Linked DNA regions of Mus musculus: region 2 is linked to region 1. The links are chromatin contacts, called in public promoter capture Hi-C maps. All regions are on one chromosome and are shown on one strand. Each heading gives the region's core, a stretch centred on a gene start, on an enhancer-like site or on the middle of the called end of the contact. The rest is flanking DNA. Distances are from core to core; before and after follow the strand shown. Region 1 holds the start of Gchfr (GTP cyclohydrolase I feedback regulator). Region 2 holds the start of Chac1 (ChaC, cation transport regulator 1).

Region 1 (4,695 bases), core at 1,542-4,041:
ACAACATGAGGGACTGTGTTAAAGGGTCTCAGCATAGGAAGGTTGAGAACTGGATTAGACTGGGAGGTGTGACCTTGGAGGAAATGAGTCACTGGATGTGGGCTTTGAGGTTTCAAAAGTACTACATGCCAAGCCCAGCTTCTCTCTCTCTCTCTCTCTCTCTCTCTCTCTCTCTCTCTCTTTCTCCCCCCCCACTTCTCTCTCTGCTGCTGCCTGCAGATCAGGATATAAAGCTCTCAGCTCCTGCCCCAGCGCCTGTCTGCCTGCCTGCTGCCATTCTCCCCACCATGTCTGTCATGGACTAACCCTCTAACTCTGCTTGGTCATGGTGCCTCTTCACAGCAGTAGAACACTAAGACAGGGTGAGGAAGCAGAAAGGGAAGCAGTAGTATTTGGCCACAGAGATGATGGGAAGGAGCCTGAGGGAAGGGGCCAAGTGCCTTGGCAGCCAGGAGCTCAAAAGAGGACCCAGGTGTCCTGCTCTGTTTCTGGGGCTGGGCTCTGTCACTCAGGCCTTCAAGGTGAAGCTTGTCTTTGTTGATGGGACCCAATTTTGAGCGGGGAGGACAAGGCAAGAACAGTTGGTTTCCAGAGCCCCTGGGAGGGGGTGCCCCAGACGTCCACTAAGGATAAACTGCTTGTGAAGAAAGGCTGGGAAACTCTCTTTGGTGATCTGGGCCCTGTGGGGGCCTGAGGACGAGCAAGCCCTCCAGGGGCTGTTGCCCTCTGGGCTTGATGGCTGTGTGAAGGGAAAAGCAGAAGACCCTGCCAGGGAGAAAAGAAGGTGCGCAAGGATGCCACTACTTACAAGTTGTTTCCCAAGACACTTCTCTTGGAGGCCCCCAGGTGCTGCATCAGCTCCGGATCCGAGTGTTCATCACCCACCATGGTGGGGCCCACCTCCTGCAAGGAAAGCCACGGTAGCTGCTTAGCTGGGTGGCAGGCAGATGTGCACAGTTCCACTTCTCTTCCCCTCCCCCGGCCCCGGGGAAGCTCTAGGTGAAGGGGAGGTGGTAATGAAGGTCAGTTAAGGTGGGACATAACTGAGAGGGGAGCACAGTGGGTCCTCCCTAACTTCCCAAAAGGCTGCCTGTTGCCTCTGAACACTGCCTATCAGTGCTTTCAAGCCAGGTGCCACCAGCCAGGTTTCCTGTGTATTGGCATCACTTGGAGAATGAAGGAAATGAGAACATATGTCCACATACAATTTTGTACACAGGCAGGTAAACCTCCCAAGTTACAACCGACACCAAAATAAGAAACAAACCAACAAGAAAAACATATGTTCCTAGCAGAACTACTCATAATAGCCTAAAGACAGAAAGGACACAAAGCTTGTCAGTTGATGAGCACACAATACAATGTAGCAAGCCATAGCTGGGCGGTGATGGAGCACACCTTTGATGTCAGCATTCGGGAGACAGAGGCAGGTGGATCTCTTGAGTTCAAGGCCAACTTGGTCTACATAGTTCCAGGACAGATGGGCCTACACAGGGAAATCCTGTCTTGAATTTCCGCTCCCCGCCCCCCCCAAAGGAAAAAAACAGACAGAAAGACAGACAGACAGACAGACAGACAACAAAACCTCCATAATTTAAGAGAACCAAGCCAGGTAGGACATGCCTGGTGGGACATGCCTGTAATCCCAGTAATTGGGAAGCAAGGCTAGCCTCCAATACATAACAAACTGAGGCCAGCCTGTGTTACATGAGACCCTGTCACACACATACACAAAACTTGGAAAGAAGGCTAGTGAGATGGCTCAGCATGTAAGAGCACTGACTGCTCTTCCAAAGGTCCTGAGTTCAAATCTCACATGGTAGCTCACAACCACCCACAATGAAATCTGACACCCTCTTCTGGTGCATCTGAATACAGCTACAGTGTACTGATTTATAATAAATAAATCTTTGGGCCTGAGTGACTGGGGTTGACCGGTCAATTCCCAACAACCACATGAAGTCTCATAACCATCTGTACAGCTACAGTATACTCATATACATAAAATAAATAAATAAAACTCTAAAAAACAAAGAAAGAAAACTTGGAAAGAATTTTAAAAAATTATTTGAGGAGGAAGAGAGGTGAATGTGCCCAGCAATCCAGATTTCAACAACTGTACAGGTTTTCATGGCCCTTTGGGTATTGTCAAGACCTCTCCTGTTTCATGCTGAGCCCACTACTCCTGGCTATCCCCTGGGAGCTAGATTTGTACCTACCGCTGGGCATTGGAATAGGATGGGGTAGCGCGCCCAGCTATTTAGCTGTGGGGGTGGGGGGGCACCAGGTATCCTTTGAAAGGGGATTTGAGGAGACTTATAAAGCAGCCAGTACCACCTCCCTCCCATGTCCCCCCCCGAAACTTCACCTAGAGAAGCGTGACCTCAGACCCCCGCGTGGTGCTCTCCAGGCTGCCCGCAGCCCTCTCCACCTCTAACCCGAATTCTCTCTGCATCAGAACGAGCCCTGCCTGGAGGGGGCTACAGGTGAGCCGCTGTGTGCGCAGCTTAGCTTGGCCTTTGGCGTGCGGGCCCTGGCTGCAGCGCTTGTGAAGCGGGTCGTGGGTGTCCCCGCGGAACTCCCTGCCCATCCAGTCGCCTGACCCTGCCTGGTGTCCGCGCCGCGGGGGCGTGGTAGGCCGGTTGCGGGACCATCAGGAAAGTCCCTTAGAGTGGCTGTCGCTGTCACCCACTCCAGGTACTCACCATACGGATCTGAGTGCTGATGAGCAGATAGGGCATGGTGCGTGGCTGGGGCTGCCCGCGACCACAGTCCCGTTACTCCCTGCTCTGTCCGCGGGCGGCGCTTGGCGGCCGTGCGGACACTGCACGAGCCAATCAGGAGCGCGCGCCGCGGTCCCGCCGCCCCAGAGACCTGGAAGCGGGCGTGTCCCCGCGGACTTCACTAGGAGTTGTGGCCATGGCGTACAGGGTGCCTGTCGCCCCTTTGCCCTCTTCCTGCAATACCTCCATGCTCAGGCTCCAAAGTCCGGCGGATGCCAGTCGGTTTCCGCCTGTCCCTAAAACGTAGCAGAGCGAAAACTGCGCTGAGGACTAAAGGGAAGCGGGGACTGCGTGTCCTCACCAGGACGCGTGCCTTGTGAACTTAAGTGCACGAGGCGAGGCGAGACGCGAGTGTCAGGTCCTGGGCAGTCCTGCGTCCTGGGGTCTGTCCTGGGGTCTGTCATTTTCAAGTGTGGCTGCGGGTCTTTGCATGCCTATCTATGGCCCTGCAAATTAAGTCTGTGCATCATCTACACTCTTGGCTGGGTGCCAGTCCTCTGGCTGTAAAGGCGCGGAACCTGTTCCTCCTGCAGGGAGCCTTGGGAGCACGCGCAGATCACAGGGTAACACCTGAGGCATAGAAACGTCGATCCCTAAGCCTGATGCCCAAGAGAGGGCGGCGAGTTCACAACTAGCTGGTCCACGCCCTCATCTAGAAGTAGACAGGTCAACATTCTTCAACCGACTCATTCTGATTGGTTCCCTAAAAAGCAAAGACGAACAAAATAGTTGCCCTGGAAAAGCATATAACCAGTTGCCCTGGAACACGCCCCGCCCCTGGCCTGGAAACCTGACCTTCTTACCTAACTGGTCTGATGTATTTATATGATCCTCTTCCTGTCCGGCACCAGCTCTCGCACCCCAACAATTAGCGAGAGGGATAAGACGCATCTATGTTTAACAAAGAGCTCGTTAAAGAGGCAGAAAGGGACGTGCTGTAATGCAGAGGTAGAGGGCAAAAACTGAGGTTCTAAATTTAACCCTCAGTCCTGGGACGGTGAAAATAAAAGTCTCATCAGGGAACCTATCAAGAACCCCTACAGGGGCTGGGATGATGCTCCGCTGATTCCATGGTTCGCTGAGTTTGATCCTAAGCTCCGTTGTAAGCCGGAACTGAGAGCTGGGATAAAATAAGCTCTTTTTCCCCTAAGATGCTGGGCTTGTTGTGGTGGTGGTTGTTGTTTGTTTTGAGTATTTTATCTCAGCAACAGGAAGGAAGAGAGAGAGAGAGAGAGAGAGAGAGAGAGAGAGAGAGAGAGAGAGAGAGGCAGAGAGAGAGAGAGACAGAGAGAGAGACAGAGAGAGAGACAGAGACAGAGAGACAGAGAGACAGAGACAGAGAGAGACAGAGAGAGACAGAGAGACAGAGAGAGAGAACTGAATCTGTCTCAGAACAATCACAAACCAAAACCTAATAAGGAAACAAAGGAACAAAACAACAAACCCTCACCCCACCCCATAACAAAAAGAACCAATAGGGGAAACAAGATTGGCAGCTAACTTGGCTAGGCACTCCATGGGAGCAGAGATGATCAATAGGCATATAACCAGTTGCCCAAACCTTTAGGAATCCTAGAAATGCAATGTTTTATCATGTGTCTTGTCTCTGTGTGTTCACAGACCTTGTCAAGGCTAACTTCTGAAAGTTATAGACAGTTTTCAGGAGCTGGCTCTCTCCTCCCACTGTGTGGGTTCCAGGGCTCAAACTCAGGTTCTCAGGTTTGGCAGCAAGACCTTAACCAGTGAGCCAGTAAACTTCATCTTTATACCACCAGACACTGCCTTACAGAGAGCAAAAAAAAGAAGGAATGTACAATGTATGAGAATTTCCAGGTGTGTGGTGCATGGCTGTGGTTCCAGCTACTTCAGAGACTGAGGCAGGAGAAGCACTTGAACTTGCAAGCTAAAGACC
Region 2 (4,695 bases), core at 952-3,451, 180 kb before region 1:
TGACCAGAGAAGCCTCGGCAAGCAAGGATCTGTGTGGCAATGACCTCTTCAGGAGCAGGGCCCAGGTAGCCAGGGTTCTGTGGGGTGGCCACATAGGCCAGTGCTGTGAGGGGTTGGTCAGGGGTGTCTTGAGGATAAAAGGTGACTTCCTTAGTGTCATAGCCACCAAGCACGGCTTCCCTCACATTCAGGTACTTCAGGGCCTCGTTCACCTGCTCCCCTCGAACTTGGTATGCCACACCCCAAGTGCAGCCCTAGGGAAAAACAGAGACACTCCAGTCAGTCACAGAGCTTGATGCTGGTCCTGTGTTCATTCTAGAATGTTCCCCTAGACACATTCCACACCTATGTTCTATAAAAGAGGTGGAGGGGGTGGGGAGACGTCTCAAGGGATAGAGGTAGTTGCTACCATGCCTGATGATCAGATAACCTAAGTCCAATCCCTGGGACATGAATGGTCGGAGGAAAGAATCGACTTCCATCTTGTCGTCTTGCTTCCACATCTGACCTACAGCGTGTGCACATGCGTGCATGTACAAATAGATGTAATTTTGAAGTTTTATGTGTATGGACGTGTGTGCCTGGCGACCTGTGATCTTGGTGGTCAGTCAGAAGAGTCTGATTCCCTGGAACTGGAGCTACAGATTGTGAGTTACTGTGTGGGTGCTGGGTATCAAATCCAGGCCCTTTGGAGAAGCAGAAGGTGCTTCTGACTCCTGAGCCATTTCTCCATGAAGCTTTAAAAAAAAACTAACGTGTTTGACTGGCTGCTGAGCCACCCAGAAGCAATACCCTTCACCCTATTTCCCTTGAGTTTTGTTTATTTTGAGACGTCTCATATAGTACAGGGTGTCTGACCCAGGATTCATTATGTAACCAAGAATAACTCTGAACTCACAGAAATCCATCTTAATAAGACCCTCCCTCAAGTGATTCTCCAAGAAGCATGGAGTAAGCTAGCTACACTTCCACTCTCCCCACACAAGAGCTCTGACCCTCTGCACCCTGATACATCAGACCCCAGGATTCTCTTCTTGACTGCACACTTACCTCACGGTCTTCAAGGAGGGTCACCACTCGGCCAGGCTAGACAGGGAAGAAAGGTTTTGAAAAAGACAAATTAGATATTAGCACTTCCGAAAGGACTATGAATGAACCTTATTGACATGGGGGGCTTGCCTGTCATGCACAAGACCTTAGATTCAATCTCCAGCAACACACACACACACACACACACACACACACACACACACACACACACACACACCTTTAGTCCTGTTGTGACTTGAACCTGTAGTTCCAGCACTTCAGCACCAGAGAGAGAGATTTGTCACAAGTTTGAGGCCACATAGCAAGAAATAGGTAAGATGGAGGAGGGGGAAAAAGAGGGGGGAGAAGAGGAGGAGGAAAAGGAGGAGGAGGAGGAAGAGGAAGAGAAGAACAAGGAGGAAGAGGGAGAGGAAGAGAAGAGGAAGAGGAGGAAGAGGGAAAGGAAGAAGAGGAAGAGAAGGAAGAGGAGGAAAGAGTGCCAGCCTAAGCCCCAAGCCTGGGAGAGGACCTTTCATCGAGTGACATGGAGTGATGGGCAGATGTGGAAGAGACAAACAACGAGCGGCCCAGATTAGTAACCAGCACAAGAATCCACAGGTGCAATCACCAACCTGATTTCCAGGCACACAAATTTAAACCACAAACCAGGTTTACAATTTTCTCTTAGTTAGCCCAGGGTCCCTGCCACTCCAGGATACGAGTGCCCACTCTCCTGCCAACCCCACTCCACTCCTCTGGGCACAGAAGGATGCTCACCATCTTGTCGCTGCCCCTATGGAAGGTGTCTCCCTGCCAGAACCGTCGGCTATAGCCACGAACGAAGCCCACACGGCTGTCACTATAGGCAAAGTCCGGCTTCCACACTAGGGAGCCGTACCCGAAAATCCACAGGGCTTGGGGGTCGCCATCCCCCCAGGAAGGCTGCGCGGATGATGGTGCAGGGGACAGTGAAGGAGGCGGAGTGCTCTGGGATGCGGACTCCTGCTTCATGGTGCCGGGCGCAGGGACGGACCCGGGTGGCCTCCGAGACTGGTCTCCGGCACGGGCACGGAAGGACCGACGGACGCGTACACCTGGCCTGGCACCGATCGGTCGTTCCAGCTGAGTGGTCCCTCCAGAGGCGCTCTTTAAACCCTCCGGCCAGGAAGGCCCTCAGACTGCCTCCAGCTGTCCCTATGATTGGGGCGGGGCAAATCTCTTTCTGGCCAATCACCTTTAGATTTTGCTTCTCGGTTAACCGCGCCGCCCTCCGAGTGGGTACCAGAGCAGCCCGCCCCAGGGCCAACGCGCGTGCTGATTGGTTCGGCTCCTCCTCCCGTGGCAGACCTGGCAGGAGTGATGCAACGGCAGGGAAGGTTTCCCCAGAACTGGCATGCAGCAAGGGCGAGTCAGATTGCGTCAGGCTGCTGGCACCGGGAACGGGCCTTAGAATGGGCGCGGGCACCCGCCGTCTCCCGGGAAGGCCCTCTCAGTGGTCTAAACGGTGTCATCCCTGCAGTCCAGCCGGTGCACCTGGCAGAATCATTGCCGCCCAAAGCAGTGGCCAGTGCAGGGCACGACCAGTAGGAATACTTTGGGCGGCACGAATTCTTGCCTTTGGGGCCCCGCCTAAAAGCACGCACTGCAGAGAAGCTGTTTTGGACACCCTCCGCATTCCACTCTGGTGCCTCATACTGTTGCCCACGTGAACAGCTGGAGAAACTGAGTCACGGGGTGGTAAGGGGTTTTGCAAAGGCTGTAGTTGAGTCAGACTGGTTGGCACAAGCATGCAGGCCTCACGTGACGGCTACACCCGGGCCAAATGTGAGACCCCTGAGTTCAGGCGGGTTAGAAGAAAAGTCAAAACTAGACAGCCTTGGGCAGAGTAGTCACATTGAGGATGACTGTTAGTACCTGTGGTACAAAGCTACAAAGAGAAGAATGCCAGGCCACTTTCACCCCATGGGTACGGGTTTCATTCTCTCTAGCTTGAGATCTTGCAGCAGTGGGCAATTTACATAGGTACCAAAGTTTGGAGAAACGTTGGTTAAGGACAGCACAGAGGACTAAGGGCACCTGCAGCCTTTTCCCATAGCTTCTTGCCAGGCAGTGGGTATGGGCCCTGGCACTGACGTGGGCAACCAGGCACCAGCCATCTCCTTGGAAGTTCCTCTCTGCCTGAACCCTGCAAGAGTCACCATTGGGCTAGGTAGTGGTGTCACACTCCTTTAATCCCAGCACTTGGGAGGCAGAGGCAGGTAGGTGGATTTCTGAATTCCAGGCCAGCCTGGTCTATAGAGTGAGTTCCAGGACAGCCAGGGCTGCACAGAGAAACCCTGTCTCAAAAAATAGAGGGGAAAAAAAAAAAAAAACAGTCACCATTGGCAGGTCTCAGGATCTGTCTCCCCAAGAGCTCACCCTCTCTGGTGGAGCCAGTGCCACCCCAAACTGCAGGATGGAGGAGAGGTCGAGTTTTGCTTCCTAGGCAGCAGCAAGAGGCAGCCTCTCTGGGCATCTCTCATTGGGAAAGGGAAACAAAGAGCAGAAGGCCTTTCACTAGGGTGAACAAACAAGAGTGAGCTCCCTGGAAGTGGAAACTCAGTGAGTCTCCTTATTTAACTCAAAATTGTATGCACAGGGTAGATCCATCCCAAAAGAGATCCATCCCAAAAGTGTCTACACAATTGCCTCTCTCTCTCTCTCTCTCTCTCTCTCTCTCTCTCTCTCTCTCTTCCACTATCCTCTAGCTGGACTGACCTGGAATTACTATACATACATGCCTGAGATTCACAGAGAAACTCTCAAGCCTAGCATTCAGGAGGCCGAGGATAGAGACCTAGAGAATCGGGCCAGCATGGGCTACAAAGCAAAACCATGTCTCTAAATGAATAAATGTATGGATGAACGGAGTGGAAAGAAATACTCTTAAAAGTTGGAGGAACTTGTGTTTGTTTCGTTGGCGGGACTAGAACTCGAGTCCGCACACCGGTGTGCCTTATGCCTGATGTGTGTGCCTACCCCAGGCCTGGGCTCCCTGTGAGGCTCATGCACTACTTTTTTGTTTTGTTTTGTTTTGTTTTGTTTTGTTTTGTTTTGTTTTGTTTTGTTTTGTTTTGTTTTTCGAGACAGGGTTTTTCTGTGTAGCCCTGGCTGTCCTGGAACTCACTGTGTAGACCAGGCTGGCCTCGAACTCAGAAATCTGCCTGCCTCTGCCTGCCAAGTGCTGGGATTAAAGGCGTGTGACACCACGCCCGGCACATTCTACTTTTCTGAATGGAAAATTGTTGAGAAAAATGGTGGTATCTGGTAATTTTCCTGCTTGCCACCACTGTGCATGTTTATTCTCCCCTTTCTTTCCTTTCCACTCTGCGAGTCCCTCTTAGTACTGCCTTTCGGCCGGGTCTTACAAAGAATACCCCCTGAGAATCTTCCCTCATGCCTCAGGTGGGAGATGGAAAACTGATGCTCCTTTGAAGATATGAATCAGTAGGGAAAACAATCCTGTGACCCCCTCTTTCCACTCCAGGGAATTCTTCAAAATATGAACAGAAGCCATGCGCCTGAAATTTTAATGTTTGTTATTTATGGCAGCAAAAGCAAAGGAGGAAATACTTAAATACCTAAACACTGAGTAAGGTGTCAGTCCACATGATACAGAGTTGCACA

What was found. Promoter capture Hi-C pulls out the DNA fragments that hold promoters and counts their contacts.
Region 2: a promoter capture Hi-C map of embryonic stem cells shows a contact between it and region 1, with 2.8 times the contacts expected there. The contact joins the promoter of Chac1 here to the promoter of Gchfr in region 1. A contact is called at or near these places in 1 of 39 promoter capture datasets (embryonic stem cells) and 1 of 9 other capture datasets (pancreatic islet).

The regions. Positions count from the first base shown.
Region 1 is chr2:119,165,884-119,170,578 of GRCm38.p6, reverse strand. It overlaps Gchfr (GTP cyclohydrolase I feedback regulator), which reads right to left and starts at 2,791. Exons shown (of 3, transcript NM_177157.4): 1 at 2,706-2,791; 2 at 809-903. The coding sequence starts at 2,741.
Region 2 is chr2:119,348,748-119,353,442 of GRCm38.p6, reverse strand. Chac1 (ChaC, cation transport regulator 1) reads right to left here and starts at 2,201. Exons shown (of 3, transcript NM_026929.4): 1 at 1,807-2,201; 2 at 1,051-1,086; 3 at 1-254. The coding sequence starts at 2,040.